4 separate regions of the Sus scrofa genome follow, and all the other regions are linked to region 3. A link is a contact called in public HiChIP or PLAC-seq and promoter capture Hi-C data. All regions are on one chromosome and are shown on one strand. Each heading gives the region's core, a stretch centred on a gene start, on an enhancer-like site or on the middle of the called end of the contact. The rest is flanking DNA. Distances are from core to core; before and after follow the strand shown. Region 1 holds the start of P3H3 (prolyl 3-hydroxylase 3). Region 2 holds the start of CHD4 (chromodomain-helicase-DNA-binding protein 4). Region 3 holds the start of COPS7A (COP9 signalosome complex subunit 7a). Region 4 holds the start of LPAR5 (lysophosphatidic acid receptor 5).

The links. Promoter capture Hi-C pulls out the DNA fragments that hold promoters and counts their contacts. HiChIP or PLAC-seq counts read pairs in DNA pulled down with a chosen protein or histone mark.
Region 1: a promoter capture Hi-C map of liver shows a contact between it and region 3, with 3 times the contacts expected there. The contact joins the promoter of P3H3 here to the promoter of COPS7A in region 3. A contact is called at or near these places in 1 of 5 promoter capture datasets (liver) and 4 of 47 Hi-C or Micro-C datasets (embryonic fibroblasts, liver and skeletal muscle).
Region 2: an H3K27ac HiChIP or PLAC-seq map of alveolar macrophages shows a contact between it and region 3. The contact joins the promoter of CHD4 here to the promoter of COPS7A in region 3. A contact is called at or near these places in 1 of 5 promoter capture datasets (liver), 1 of 47 Hi-C or Micro-C datasets (alveolar macrophages) and 1 of 2 datasets of contacts at active chromatin or transcription factors (alveolar macrophages).
Region 4: a contact with region 3 is called in an H3K27ac HiChIP or PLAC-seq map of alveolar macrophages. The contact joins the promoter of LPAR5 here to the promoter of COPS7A in region 3. A contact is called at or near these places in 2 of 5 promoter capture datasets (fetal liver and liver), 6 of 47 Hi-C or Micro-C datasets (alveolar macrophages, blood, embryonic fibroblasts and 3 more) and 1 of 2 datasets of contacts at active chromatin or transcription factors (alveolar macrophages).

The regions. Positions count from the first base shown.
Region 1 is chr5:63,883,714-63,887,107 of Sscrofa11.1, reverse strand. P3H3 (prolyl 3-hydroxylase 3) reads left to right here and starts at 1,814. Exons shown (of 14, transcript XM_005652597.3): 1 at 1,814-2,758. The coding sequence starts at 2,273. GPR162 (probable G-protein coupled receptor 162) reads left to right here. Exons shown (of 5, transcript XM_013987412.2): 4 at 233-390; 5 at 634-1,398. The coding sequence ends at 1,185.
Region 2 is chr5:64,070,363-64,073,799 of Sscrofa11.1, reverse strand. It overlaps CHD4 (chromodomain-helicase-DNA-binding protein 4), which reads right to left and starts at 2,173. Exons shown (of 40, transcript XM_021092425.1): 1 at 1,936-2,173; 2 at 909-1,086. The coding sequence starts at 1,008.
Region 3 is chr5:63,975,908-63,978,933 of Sscrofa11.1, reverse strand. COPS7A (COP9 signalosome complex subunit 7a) reads left to right here and starts at 1,464. Exons shown (of 8, transcript XM_003126528.5): 1 at 1,464-1,609; 2 at 2,103-2,307. The coding sequence starts at 2,146.
Region 4 is chr5:64,047,530-64,050,740 of Sscrofa11.1, reverse strand. It overlaps LPAR5 (lysophosphatidic acid receptor 5), which reads right to left and starts at 1,271. Exons shown (of 2, transcript XM_005652601.3): 1 at 851-1,271. ACRBP (acrosin-binding protein) reads right to left here. Exons shown (of 10, transcript XM_003126533.4): 10 at 2,895-3,211. The coding sequence ends at 3,094.

The DNA of each region.
Region 1 (3,394 bases), core at 565-3,064, 92 kb after region 3:
TGGGGGGGGGTGTGGCAACTGTTTCAATTAAGTGTGTGGGTATGTATGAATCACTAGGGGCTCCGCAATGAAGCAACAGACCCTTAGCGACTCTTGCTTTCCTCTTAGAATTTACAGACTAATGGGAACAGGAGGATTCTCCAGGGAACTTATAAGGGAGTGGAAGCTTTATGAGGGGGTTGGGGGGTGGGTATTCCCTGCTTGTAACCACTCTGCCCCTTTTATCTCCTAGATGGGGGCTGTGATGACTATGCAGACGGCCGAGTGTGCAAAGTTCGCTTTGATGCCAACGGGGCCACAGGACCAGGGGGCAGGGACCCCGCCCAAGTGAAGCTGCTGCCTGGAAGGCACATGCTTTTTCCCCCTCTTGAGAGGGTCCATTACTTACAGGTATGGGACGAGGCCATACACCTCCGACTGTGGGTATCCCCTCCCTCCTTTTCTGCAGTCTCTCATCCCTCCCTAGTCCGGGCCTGCAGGGCACAGACCTGCCAGAAGCCGGCTCGCCCATCAGAGGCGTTTTTTTGCGAAAGTGTAGGGGTGGAGCCACTTGCAGAGAGTCCCCGTTTCAGTTTCTGCCTCTGCCCCCTTTGTCCCTGCAGCACCTCTGGGTCTACTTCCTCCTCTCCCCAGGTCCCTCTGGCCCGCCGTCTGTCCCATGATGAGACCAACATCTTCGCTACTCCTCGGGCACCAGGCTCCTTCCTGCACAAGTGGTCATCCTCTGATGACATCCGGGTCCTCCCAGCCCAGAGCCGGGCCCTAGGGGGCCCTCCTGAGTACCTGGGACAGAGACAAAGGCTGGAGGATGAGGAGGATGAGGAAGAGGCTGAAGGTGGGGGGCTGGCCAGCCTCCGCCAATTCCTGGAGGGTGGGGTTCTGGGGTCAGGTGGGGGACCTCCATGGGGTCCAGGCTTCTTCCGAGAGGAGATCACCACCTTCATTGACGAGACGCCTCTGCCTTCTCCGACTGCCTCGCCGGGGCCCTCTCCTCGCCGGCCCAGGCCCCTGGGCATCTCACCCCGCCGACTCTCCCTTGGGTCCCCTGAGAGCAGAGCCATTGGACTTCCTTTGGGCCTAAGTGCAGGGCGACGCTGCTCCCTGACAGGAGGTGAGGGGGGCGCACGAGCTTGGGGAGGATCCTGGGGCCCAGGTAACCCCATCTTCCCCCAGCTGACCCTTTGAGCCCAAGTGGGCCTGCTGGACTGAGAGGAGGTGGGGCTGGGTGGGTAACACCTCGTTCTATACCTGAGCCTAAGGCGGCTGCCTCCAGACTCTAAGGAGATGGGCTGGATCGGGGGCCCTGGAACTCCTGCTGTCATCCCGTCACCGGATGCCCAGCTCACCTTCCGTCATCCCTAGCAAAATGTATTAAAGTCTGAAGTGTTACCATGAAAACCTCTGTGTCCAGTGTGCTGTGGTGGCAAAGGGGATGGTCAGAGGCTTGGGGAGTGGAATGGCTCAGAGAGGACAAAACAGAGCAGAGACAGTGGACAGAGGCGCAGAAATATACACAGAGGAAGAGAGACACGCGGACAACACAGAGACAGGCTTAGGAGGGCATCTCCTGCTGGGGTGGGGGGTATGGGGAGACTCTTGAGCTTGCTGGTTTTGGGTGTGAAGGATATTTGTTGAGATCGTAGGGGTGGTTTTACAGGACATCTCTACCTCCCATGCTTCAGCTTGCCTCCTTTTCCCAAATCTGTGTGTGCCCACTTTCTGGGCAGGAAAGGGTTTGGGCAGACTTGGTGTCACAGGCCTGGAGTTTATCCTCCCCCCTGCTGCATTCTAAAGCTCTTTTTCCAAAAGCCTGCGTGGGTGGCTGGGTGTGTGGGAGGCAGGCACGCTCCCTTTCCTGGACTCTAGGCTGGAGGGGAACATTGCTGCAGTAGGTACTCCCGCCCCAAGGGCCTCTGGAGTTGGAGTCCGGAGTCCTAAGAGGCTCCTCAGGGTGCCTTAGGCCTGCTCCAGTGCCAGCCATCGGCTCCGCTCGCTCCACGGTCTGTTTCTCGTCCCTGCCACCTCGCTTATCCTAAAGCCCGCTTCACCACGTTCTGCCAGGCGTTCTCTGACTCCTGTCTCCCAGACCGGCCTCTCCCAGGGTTGTCTCGGCTCCATCAGCGCCGGTCGGTGCCGCTCTTTCCTCCCCTCTTCCTCTCCTCCCTCCTCTCCATCTCTCCTTCCTTTCCCCTCCCTCTCCCTTCCCCCTTTCCTCCCTCTCCCTCTCGGCTCCCGCAGTTCCCTCGGGCAGCCGGCCGGCGGCTCTGACACGATGCTCCGGCTCCTCTGGTTGTTGCTGCTCCTGCTGCTGCTGCCTCCCCCGGGGTCCCCCGAACCCCCCGGCTTGGCCCCGCTGTCCCCGGGGGCGCCCCCTCAGGCCCCCGACTTGCTCTACGCCGACGGGCTGCGCGCTTACGCGGCCGGGGCCTGGGCGCCGGCTGTGGCTCTGCTGCGGGAGGCGCTGCGGAGCCGGGTGGCGCTGGGCCGCGCGCGGCGGGACTGCCAGGAGCGCTGCGCCGCCGAGCCGGGGGCCGCGCTCCCCGCCCTGCTCGCCGCTGCCCCGGGGCCCGGAGCGGCGCGGGGCGCCTGGGAGCCGCTGCTACTCCGTGCCGCGCTCCGGCGCGCCGAGTGCCTGACCCAGTGCGCCGCGCGGAGGCTGGGCCCGGGGGGCGCGGCGCGGCTCCGCGTGGGGAGCACGCTCCGGGACGCCTTCCGCCGCCGGGAACCCTACAACTACCTGCAGAGGGCCTACTACCAGGTGCGCGGCCCCAGGGATCCCCCGCCCAGCTGCTGTCCTCCTCCCGCTCCCGGGAGGGGCGGCGTGCCAGCGCCCGGACTCGGGTGGGGCCGTGCTGATGGGACCTCTCCCTTGGAGTCGTTCATATCAAACCGCGGCAAGCACCCATCGAGGTGGCAGAGGGACAGCCTCGGGAGAGTGGGAGCAAAGTTGGAATGGGCGTCCTGCCTCGGGGTGGAAGTAGAAGACGGAGGGGCCTGGAGTTCTAGGAAGTCTTACTGGGACCTTCGTGGGGTGACAGCCGCCCCTTCCTGGGAACGAGGCGGAGGGGCTAGGGACTGGAGAGCATGAGGGCGGGGGTGGGGGGTGAGTGTGAACCTCCACTTCTGGGCAGGAGAGAGCTTCGGCAAAGTAAGAAGAGGGAGGCAGGGCTGAGGGGCCCGGTGTCCTGGGGGCGGGGGCAGTGGACACTGCGCAGCTACTGGTACGGTAGCTATTGCCTACTAATGCCTACGTGGCCGGGGAAGGGGGGCGCTGGTCACCCACACCTCAGCCCAGGGTCCTAGAGACCTGCGGCTTTTGCTGGTCGCTCAGGTCAGCCCCATGTCCCCATGTCACTCAGCCATTACTTCCACCTTATCTCCCAGACTTCAAACC
Region 2 (3,437 bases), core at 924-3,423, 94 kb before region 3:
ACAGACAGAGAAGAGAGACATTCACTTAGACACATAACACCAATCATCACTTGAGGACAAACAAGAGCCATTCCAACCAGGCAGGATGCATAACCATTCGGGTTTGGCCAGTGCAAGGACCCACCCCAAAACACAGACAACACAACCCCCAACACACCTACACAAACACCTCACACCACCAGTCCAAACCCCAGGCTACCTGCACAGGGCAGAACCGTCTAGAGAAAAAAGCCAGGATTAAGTCCACTTGCCCGAGGAAGAGAGGTGCCCAGAGTGTCATCTCTCTTCTTTCTGTCCCTTGGAGTATACCCTGCAGGCTACTACATCCCACTCCTAGCCCCACTCAAAACATTCCAGCAATCTGCCTGGCTAAGAGCACTCTAGATTCCAGCTTCGGAGCGCAATTCAAACTTCACACAGTTGAAACAGCACAGAAAGCCGGTAACTGATCAGAAGCTAAAAATAATCAGAGAGTAACCAGCACTCCCTCTTTCTTTTCCACAGCAGCAATCACAGGATCCTACCGGCAGAGATGCCCGGCTGGTCTCCTCCAAAAGCGATCCTCAACCCAGCCCCTTCCCCACTGCACAGCCTCCAGGGGTCCCAGCCACCTGCATTCCTCCAAGGACCCACAAAGCCTGCCAGCCCAGAGAGCTCCCTCAACCGGGAACTGCAGAGCAATTCCCGAAGGCAGTGCAGCAAGCTTGCATCTCGGTCCGCGCAGCCCGGGAGGCACATGGCTTCCAACCCCCTCGCACAAGAGCTCCGCAGAAGAGAACCACTCCCTTCGGATGCCCTCCACCTCTCACTGCACAGAGCAAGCCCAGAAACTCAACCCTGCCTCACGGAGCCACTAGGGAGGGCCCAGATGGCTCCTTCCTGCCCGGGGCCCTTGGGGAAGATGTTACCTGGGTGGGGTGGGGGCAGGCTGTTGTTCAAAAGTGCATCCATATCCTCCTCCTCACTGCCCGCTGAGCAGGGGGACGGGGAGCCCAGGCCCGACGCCATCCCCTTCCGCTCCCGGCCAGGGAATTGGCCCAGCTGCTCCTGCCTGCGGCCTGGGGCCCTCGACACTGGCCCGAGTCACTGTGCGGGGGAGGGGGGAGAGAAAGAGAACAGTCAGTGACGCGCACGGCCCCCTCCCCCACCCCGCCGCGCTTTCCGCCCACCCCCGGCCCCCCCACCCCTCAGCCACCCGAGCAGGGCACCCGAACCACTCAGGCTGAACTTAGTTCCACACTCCCAGGGGCAGCCCGGAAGCCGGCTCCCGGGCTGGAGCCCCCCAGACCGGAGGAAGCGGCGCCCCCGAGGGCAAGCCGGTGCCGGCGTAGGGAGGGGAGAAGCCGCTGAACTGAGCCGGGCGTGTCGGGGGAGGGGGTCCGAGTGGCCGCGGCGCGGGGGGGGTGGGGGGAGGATCGGGGGAGGCGGCCGGCGGCGAGGCGCTTGGGGACACAAGGTCACTTGGGGGTGGGGGGGCGACTCCCTGCGCCTGGGGAGGGGCCAGTCCCCAGACAGGGCAGCTCTCCAAAGGCTGTCCTCTGGGACAACTCGGGTTCTCCGGAGAAGCCGCGGGGACGAGGGGGCGTGGAGGCTCGGCGCTCCGGGGGGCTGGAGGCAGGGGCGTGGGGGGCCGGGGCTCCCACCAGGCGGGGGGCCGGGCCACGTGTCCCGGGGGGCAAGTGAGCAAAGGGCGAGGGGGGCGCCGGGCATTGTGGGAGGCAAAGCCCGAGGTGGGAGTCGCGGAGAGCTAGAGTCGGGCAGGGCGAGGGCGGGGGCTGGGCGCCCTGCAGGGGAAGGAGAGGCAGGGTCGGCTTCCCGGGCAGGGGGCGGTCTGCGGGTCCGGGGACGCCCGAAGAGAGGCTGGGTGGAGGGATGACCCTCGGGGCCGGTCGGGATGAGAGGGGCTTCTGTCTGGGAACCCCGCGCTCTCCTCACCCCGGAGCCGCCGCAGGTCGCGCAGGGTCCGGCCGGGTGTCACTCCCGCTCCGGCTCCTCCTCGCCGCGGCCGAAGGGGGGAAAATGGCTCCGGCTCCAGCGTCGCCTCTTAAAGGGCCCGAAACACCGGCCGGGAAATCCCACCGCACAGGCCCCGCCCCCCCACGGACAGCCCATAATAACCTCAACCAACTCCAACCCCCCCTCCACTACCGCCACCCTCCTCCCTAGGTCTCCCGGGCAACCCCCGCCCCCTCGTCGCTCAGCAACCACTGGCCACGCCCCCTTCGAGCGCGCGCGCGCGTGTCACCCGGGCAACCACCCACCTCCTGGCCATCCCATAATACACACGGACACCACCACCACCACCACCACCGTACCACCACCACCACCACAACCATCACCCCCCCACGCGCACGCACTCCATACACATATACATATATGCCAGGGATGTTGACATCTCATGATATTGCAGACCTTTTGCAACTAACACTTTACCCCTCCCCTAGACATCCCATAATAGCCATCCTTTGCCAACTTCTTCACTCTTGGCCCTAATGCTAACATCCCATAATAATTCGTCACCTCTCCCTCCCCATGGCCATCCCATAATAAGCACCCCTACCCGCTCTTCATGCTCACATCCCATAATACTCATCCCCATCCCCCACAGACATCCCATAATAACCACTCTTCATCCACCCCCAGTTTGATATCCCATAATAGTCAGAAACTCACCCCCCCCCAACAACGGACACTTCGGCCTCTTCCCACTTCCCACACACATCCCGTAGTAATCAGTCTCCCACTTTCTGTACTGACATCCCATAATAACCAACCCCCTGGGGAGCTGCCCTCAGCCCCTGTGGGCTAGAACCTCAAAACTCGACCCCAAGGCTTCAGACGTTCATTCCCACTCCACAGCCCATAATAACCACTCCTCCTCTATCAGAGATATCCATAATGATCAACAGCCCTACAGTCACCTCACAGATGGACATCCAAACTCCTTTCCTCTAGCACTGGAAAGATATCCCATAATTTTACTCCCCCACCCACACCCTGACATCCCATAATAATGACAAAGAACCTGTGGTCAAGCAAACATACAATAATACTCCCAACACAACCCAGAGTCAGGTCCCATAATGCTCATCTCTACCACCCCTATACCTTTCCAGTCAGGCATCCCATAATATTTATACTCATCCCTCCCCCATCTCCAGAGGCTGTCAGTCTAAAACCCTAACTCCCACACCAGCAAGGGTGAAGCAGGCTATCCACATTGCCCTGTCCCCGCCCCAACTTGTACACACCTTCAGCCCTTAATGGCCCAAAGCAGTATCCTGGCACAAAGTCTCTTGATGTCTAGGACAGACTCTAGCTTTCCTCATCCATCATTTTCAGACATGCAGGAACTGGACTGAGCCCCACCCAATCCCACCAAAATCCAGATGTTCTCCAGACACTTAGCAACACTTACCTCCAGTTAAATTTTGAGT
Region 3 (3,026 bases), core at 215-2,714:
CATCAAATGAATTAGGTAAAGCTGTTAGCTCAGTGCCTCATACAAGTGCCTCCAAGATATCATTAACATTGCTCTGATTTAACCTTCTGTAAGCCTGGTAGGAGATACAAAACACTACGAAAAGGTTAGTTGTTTATTTTTGCCCCCTAAAGTATTGTGGTAAATTGGAAAGATGGCTCCAGGCTCGAATAGACATGGGCTCCAAATAAAACTCTGGATTTTTTGTTTGTTTGTTCGTTTTTTTGCTTTCTTTGGGCCGCTCCCGCGGCATATGGAGGTTCCCAGGCTAGGGGTCCAATCGGAGCTGTAGCCACCGGCCTATGCCAGAGCCACAGCAACGCGGGATCCGAGCCGCGTCTGCAACCTACACCACAGCTCACGGCAACGCCAGATCGTTAACCCACTGAGCAAGGGCAGGGACCGCAACCTCGTGGTTCCTAGTCAGATTCGTTAACCACTGCGACACGACGGGAACTCCAAAACTCTGGATTTTTATGAGCTTCAATGTATGCCTTCCCTGCAGCTAGGATTTTTTTTCCTTCTCCAGGAATCAAAAGGGTTAATGTACAGGAATGCATCATTCAGTACATTTGCAAACATGAGAGATGGCGTCCTGGAAACACCATGGAGACACTGTACAGTTATGAGAATTCAATGGGTCAAATTTTAATTTTAAAAGATGCCTGAACAACAGTAAGCCTTCAATACGTGTTAGCTATTACTATTTACCGTTTCCACACTTGTCTCTTTCTCCTCCAAAAAAATGAGTGGTTGCAATAAAAATGAGACGATCTCTGCAGCTCAACTTCTATGGTCTCCCTCTCTCCTCCTCGTTTCACACCACCTTTTTCCTTATGTCCCTCTCTTTTTTTTTTAATTATTTTTTATTTTTTATTATTTTGTCTGCTATTTCTTTGGGCCGCTCCCGCGGCATATGGAGGTTCCCAGGCTAGGGGTCAAATCGGAGCTGTAGCCACTGGCCTATGCCTGAGCCACAGCAACGCGGGATCCGAGCCGCGTCTGCAATCTACGCCACAGCTCACGGCAACGCCGGATCCTTTAAGCCAATGAGCAAGGGCAGGGACCGAACCCGCAACCTCATGGTTCCTAGTCGGATTCGTTAACCACTGCGCCACGACGGGAACTCCCCTCTCTTTTTTTTAAATCCCCCTCTCTTTCGATTACAGCTTTTCTCTTGCCTCGGGAACTCTGACAAATTTTCAGACCTCAGCCAGCCTGAAGCTGACGCAGAACTAGCCGGTAGCAGGCTATCGCCAAGAGTTCCCTCTGCAAACAGCCTCTTGCGCTTGTCCAATAAAGTTTTATTGAAACAAAGCCGAGGAAAGGGCGCCCGTCATTCTTTCCGCAAGAGCCAATCAGAGAGCAGAACGCCTGCGTCGCTCTTGGGATCTTCATCAGTCGGAGGCGGGGACGGAGCATGTCCCGCCTGAAACCCGCCCCGTGAGAGCGGAAAGTAAGGCCGGAAGCCAGCCATAGAGTTTAGGGGCCAGAGCGACCGTGCAGGGAGGTGGCAGGAAAGGCTGGGAACAGCTGCCGGAGGTGACGGAGCGGTGGCCCCGCCCAGTGCGCTGGAAGAAGAAGCTTCCAGGTAGCGGCCCGCGGAGTCTGACCCAGAGTACGACGAGGCAGTCGGCGGGAGCCCACGGTCCCTGGGCGGCCTCTTTAAGGGAGGGGGCGGAGCCACGTGGAAGGATCGCGAGGGTGAGGTCACGTGGTTCGGGGCACCTGCGGGGTACTGTGGATTTGAGGGAGCGTCGTCCCGGTGGATACTATGTGACATCACCTCCCCCACTACGACTTGTGCCTTGGGGTTCATTGGGGTGCACGTGGTGGGGCTTGAGGTTAGGCCCAGGGTTGGGGGAGGTGGGCGTGGCAGCCGGATTTTAGCCAGGCTTCCTTCAAAGTGCCCGATTTTAGGGTTCCTAGGTCCGATGTTAGACTGCTCGATCTCTGGGTTGCGAGATAGAGCGAACTTTATTGTTGCGAAAGTGGCTCAGTGTCTCCAGTCCAGCCCTTATCTCTTGTGCTTTTCATCCTCCCCTGTTCAAGGAACTTCGCCTTCACATTCTCTTTCCTTGCAGCTCCAGACTTCCTGAGCCCAGGTCCCCCCAGCTCAGTGCAGCCATGAGTGCGGAGGTGAAGGTGACAGGGCAGAACCAGGAGCAATTCCTGCTCCTGGCGAAGTCGGCCAAGGGGGCAGCGCTGGCCACACTCATCCACCAGGTGCTGGAGGCCCCTGGTGTCTACGTGTTTGGGGAACTGCTGGATATGCCTAATGTTAGAGAGGTGGGTTCCTGACCTGGGTAGCCCACAGGGCAGCTTGACTAAAGTTTGAATTTGAGAACAGGCGGCCCGGGCTTATTTCGCAACCCCATGACCATACAGTTAAACAAGAATATGGTAATAATTAACCAACAGCTTGCAGAAATAAGTAGGCAAGTAAACCTCTTAGTTTCCCTTTGAGGATGAATGATCTGTAAAACTGAGTATTTTTCATTTTTGAACAAAGAGCCTGCGATTCAGAGTAGGAGACCTGATTCCAGCCTGTCTCTATCAGTGTAATAGCTCTTAATAATCATATGATCTTGATCAGGTTTCTTTAATTTTAGGCCCTAAATTTTCTCTTTTAAAAAAATGCTCCTGATACAATCCCTCACTCTTGTAGGAATCAGATGAAATTATGGGAAAGTAAAGTCTGGTACAAATGGAATAACTGACTGTGAAATTGGCATGCTCTGTTCTCTCCCCCTTTGCACCATATGCTAATTCACTTCAGTTAGAGTAGGTAGAAAGTGTCTTTTTCCCAAAGACACATAGCAGCATGCTAGGAACACAGAACTGTTCGCACAGAAGTGGCAGAGTTGAGTTTGAAGTCCACAGTGAGTGGGTTGCCAAGATATATGTCACCAACCCAACCCCCAAGATGGTATAACAATGGTAGGTGGGCAAACTGAGTTACGCTTTTGAGGGTCAGTGATTCAGTGGATTTAGCCTTTGGGGAACCT
Region 4 (3,211 bases), core at 22-2,521, 72 kb before region 3:
TAGGGTCCCTCAGTTGCCAGGAAGTGAGGCTCATGGGTTGAGTAGGTTTCTGCCTCCCGTTTAATCCTTGCCTCCATCTTCCCTTCTGCTACGACCTTCGCTCACCCTGAAGCGACAGGCGACACAACCCCTTCCGTCAGGGAGGCCCCCGTGAACATAAGGACTCGGTGGGCAGCTGCCTCATGGTTGGGACACAGAGGGACCAGAAGGCCTTGCCCGCTCTCAAATATCTCCCCCAACCCATGCTCAGTATCTGAAATTTTATCCACTTCGGGACCCTCACAGGCCACATTCCCGCAGAACTGTAGGGACCCTGGACACAGTTCATCTAATCCTCCGATAAAGACAATGCCCTGGGTTAAGGCAGCGTCTGTCCAAGACACCACTGAAGCACACTGGTTACATTGGAAGGATCCCCGTAAGGGCACAGCTGAGCCTTGACCCTGCTGATGGGGTTTCATCAGATGAGTTCATTGTCACCGGCAAAGGCCCGGCCCTGGGGCGAGTGGGTTTTAGGGCTTGCGTTGTCTAAGAGTAGGAAAGGGCTGGCAACCAGCCCCAGAGGGCCTTCCTCGGTGGCCCTGGGATTGGGGTTCAGCTTGACAGTGGGGACCTGACCGGTGAAGGGGAGGACACAGCCTCGGGGACAGCCAGGGTGGGGCTTCAAGATCTAGGGCAATCCTCTGTCCCCTGTCTGTGGGCCCAAGCCTGTCCCTTTGGGCTTTTGACTGAAACATTTTCCCAGGGCCCACAGCCTACTTTCACCTCCACCCCCCCCCACCCATGTCCTATTTCTAAAGGAGAGGGGCTGCCCCTGGGGGGCTCCCCCCAACCTGTGATGCCCCCATACCTGTGCTCGCTGAGGCTCCGCCGCTGCCTTGAGCTGGCTTCCGCTGCTGCCTGTTCTGGGCTGGGCTGGGCTGGTAGGACCTGCTCCAGGCAGGCGGACACACCCACCTCCGCAGCTGTCAGCAGATCCCAGCTCCCTGCACTCGCCCAACCCTGCGTGGGGCAGGGAGACAGAGGAGGAAGCACTGCCCTCAGTGGTCCACAGACAGGTCAGAGGAGAAGAATCCCCAGCGGATAAAGGCACTTCATCTGGCCCCAACCATCGCTGACTGCTGACTGTCCCCTCATGGCTCACACATTTCCCACAGTTTCCGGTGAGCCTAACTGGCACACCCACCCAGTGATGCCAGATGACTAACCCACCAGCCTTTTGTTCTCATCAGTTCCTCCTGGCTGTCTGTCTCTCTGTTGGGTTCCTGCAGGTGGTTTCACTCTTGCCACATGTAGCTTCTATCTGTGTGTATGTGTGTGTGTGTGGGGGGGAACCAGGGCTCAGATGACAGCCTCTGGTCTCTGTACCCCGGGCTGAGCCCCTTGTTTTCTACATCAGTAGGACCGGGCATGGTGTTTGCAGTCAGTACTCAAAAACAAGCGGCAGGTGAAAAAGGACACTGTGGTCGAATGAGAATGGAGAGACTAAGTGGAAAAGGTTTCTCTGTTACAGAGCTTCTCAGAGGTTTCAACATCCCATTAAAAGGCCAATGGCATGTTGATAATCAAAGCTGATAAAGGGTAGATGGAGATGCTTGACACTGTTCTTTGTGCTATATTCTACATATTGAGCTTCTCCATAATGTTTTCTCTTTTTTGTCTTTTTAAGATCGTACTCACGGCATATGGAGGTTCCCAGGCTAGGAGCTGAATCGGAGCTACAGCTGCCAGCCTAAGGCACAGCCACAGCAACGTTGGATCCGAGCCACATCTGCAACCTACACCACAGCTCATGGCAAAACTGGATCCTTAACCCACTGAGCAAGGCCAGGGATCGAACCCACGTCCTCATGGATACTAGTCGGGTTCTTTAACCACTGAGCCACGACAGGAACTCTGTAATGTTTTCTTCTAAATGCTGTGCAGTTTCCCTCATATGTGTGTATCCAGAACATGTTTTGGGGGATCCCAGATTATTAAAGGCTGATGCTGGAGTCACAGCTCCAAGCATGTCATTAAGATGCAGTTCCTGGAGTTCCCGTCGTGGCGCAGTGGTTAACGAATCCGACTAGGAACCATGAGGTTGCGGGTTCGGTCCCTGCCCTTGCTCAGTGGGTTAACGATCCGGCGTTGCCGTGAGCTGTGGTGTAGGTTGCAGACGCGGCTCGGATCCCGCTTTGCTGTGGCTCTGGCGTAGGCCGGTGGCTACAGCTCCGATTCAACCCCTAGCCTGGGAACCTCCATATGCCGCGGGAGCGGCCCAAGAAATAGCAACAACAACAACAACAACAAAGACAAAAAAAAAAAAAAAAGATGCAGTTCCTCAAGGACCCAGCGTTGTCACTGCTGTGGTTCTGGTGGCTGCTGTGGCACAGGTTCAATTCCTGGCCCAGGAACTTTGTACATGTGTGGCTGAAAAACAAACAAAAGGTGCAGCTCCTCCCCACTTCACCGTTTTCAGACCATCAGACCTCTCACTTGATATCAGAGCAGGGGTTTCCTGAGCTCAACCACAGTTCTTTCCTCCCTCCTAAAAAGCTCAAGTTCGGCCCTACTGCCCTGCAGTTGGCCCACTAGACACGACCTCATTCAGATCATCCTCAGAGAGACAGTCCTACACTCACATCCGAGATCTTGGGATCAGGGCTTCAGAAATGAAGACACACACGCCCTTCGGCCCACAGGCTCCCCAAGACACTGGCTGTGACCTTCATTCCACCCCCCTGGCTTCTCAGGGCTTCTCCTCCTAACGGAGGGCTTGCTGCCCTGGGTACTACCCCTTTGATTCTCTTTCCTGCAGATGGATCCATAACTCCCAGGGGTTGGAGAGCTGACGCTGTGGGGCAGGGGGACAGGGCTGAGGATGGGATCATAACCCAAACAGGCCGCACAGGTTGAAAATAAACACTTTATGTAAAGACATCCTTTAAGGTGGGTGGAGTTCCCGTCATGTCATGACCCTTCCAGGACTGCTGCCCCAACGCCAGGGATCGGAGCCGGGTAAGAGACTCAGGCCAGAAGGGGAAGCCTGGGGTCCAACAGCAATGAAGAGTGTGGAAGGGGGGCCGGGGTGGGGACAAGATGGAGTCCAGCTCATCCAGCTTGGCCGAGAGTCAAGGTGCTGAACTCCTGGCTCCATCGAAGCACGAGGTCCTCACTCTTGGCCTGGGTCAGGACGGTGTACGTCTCATTCTGCAGACATCGCATGCGA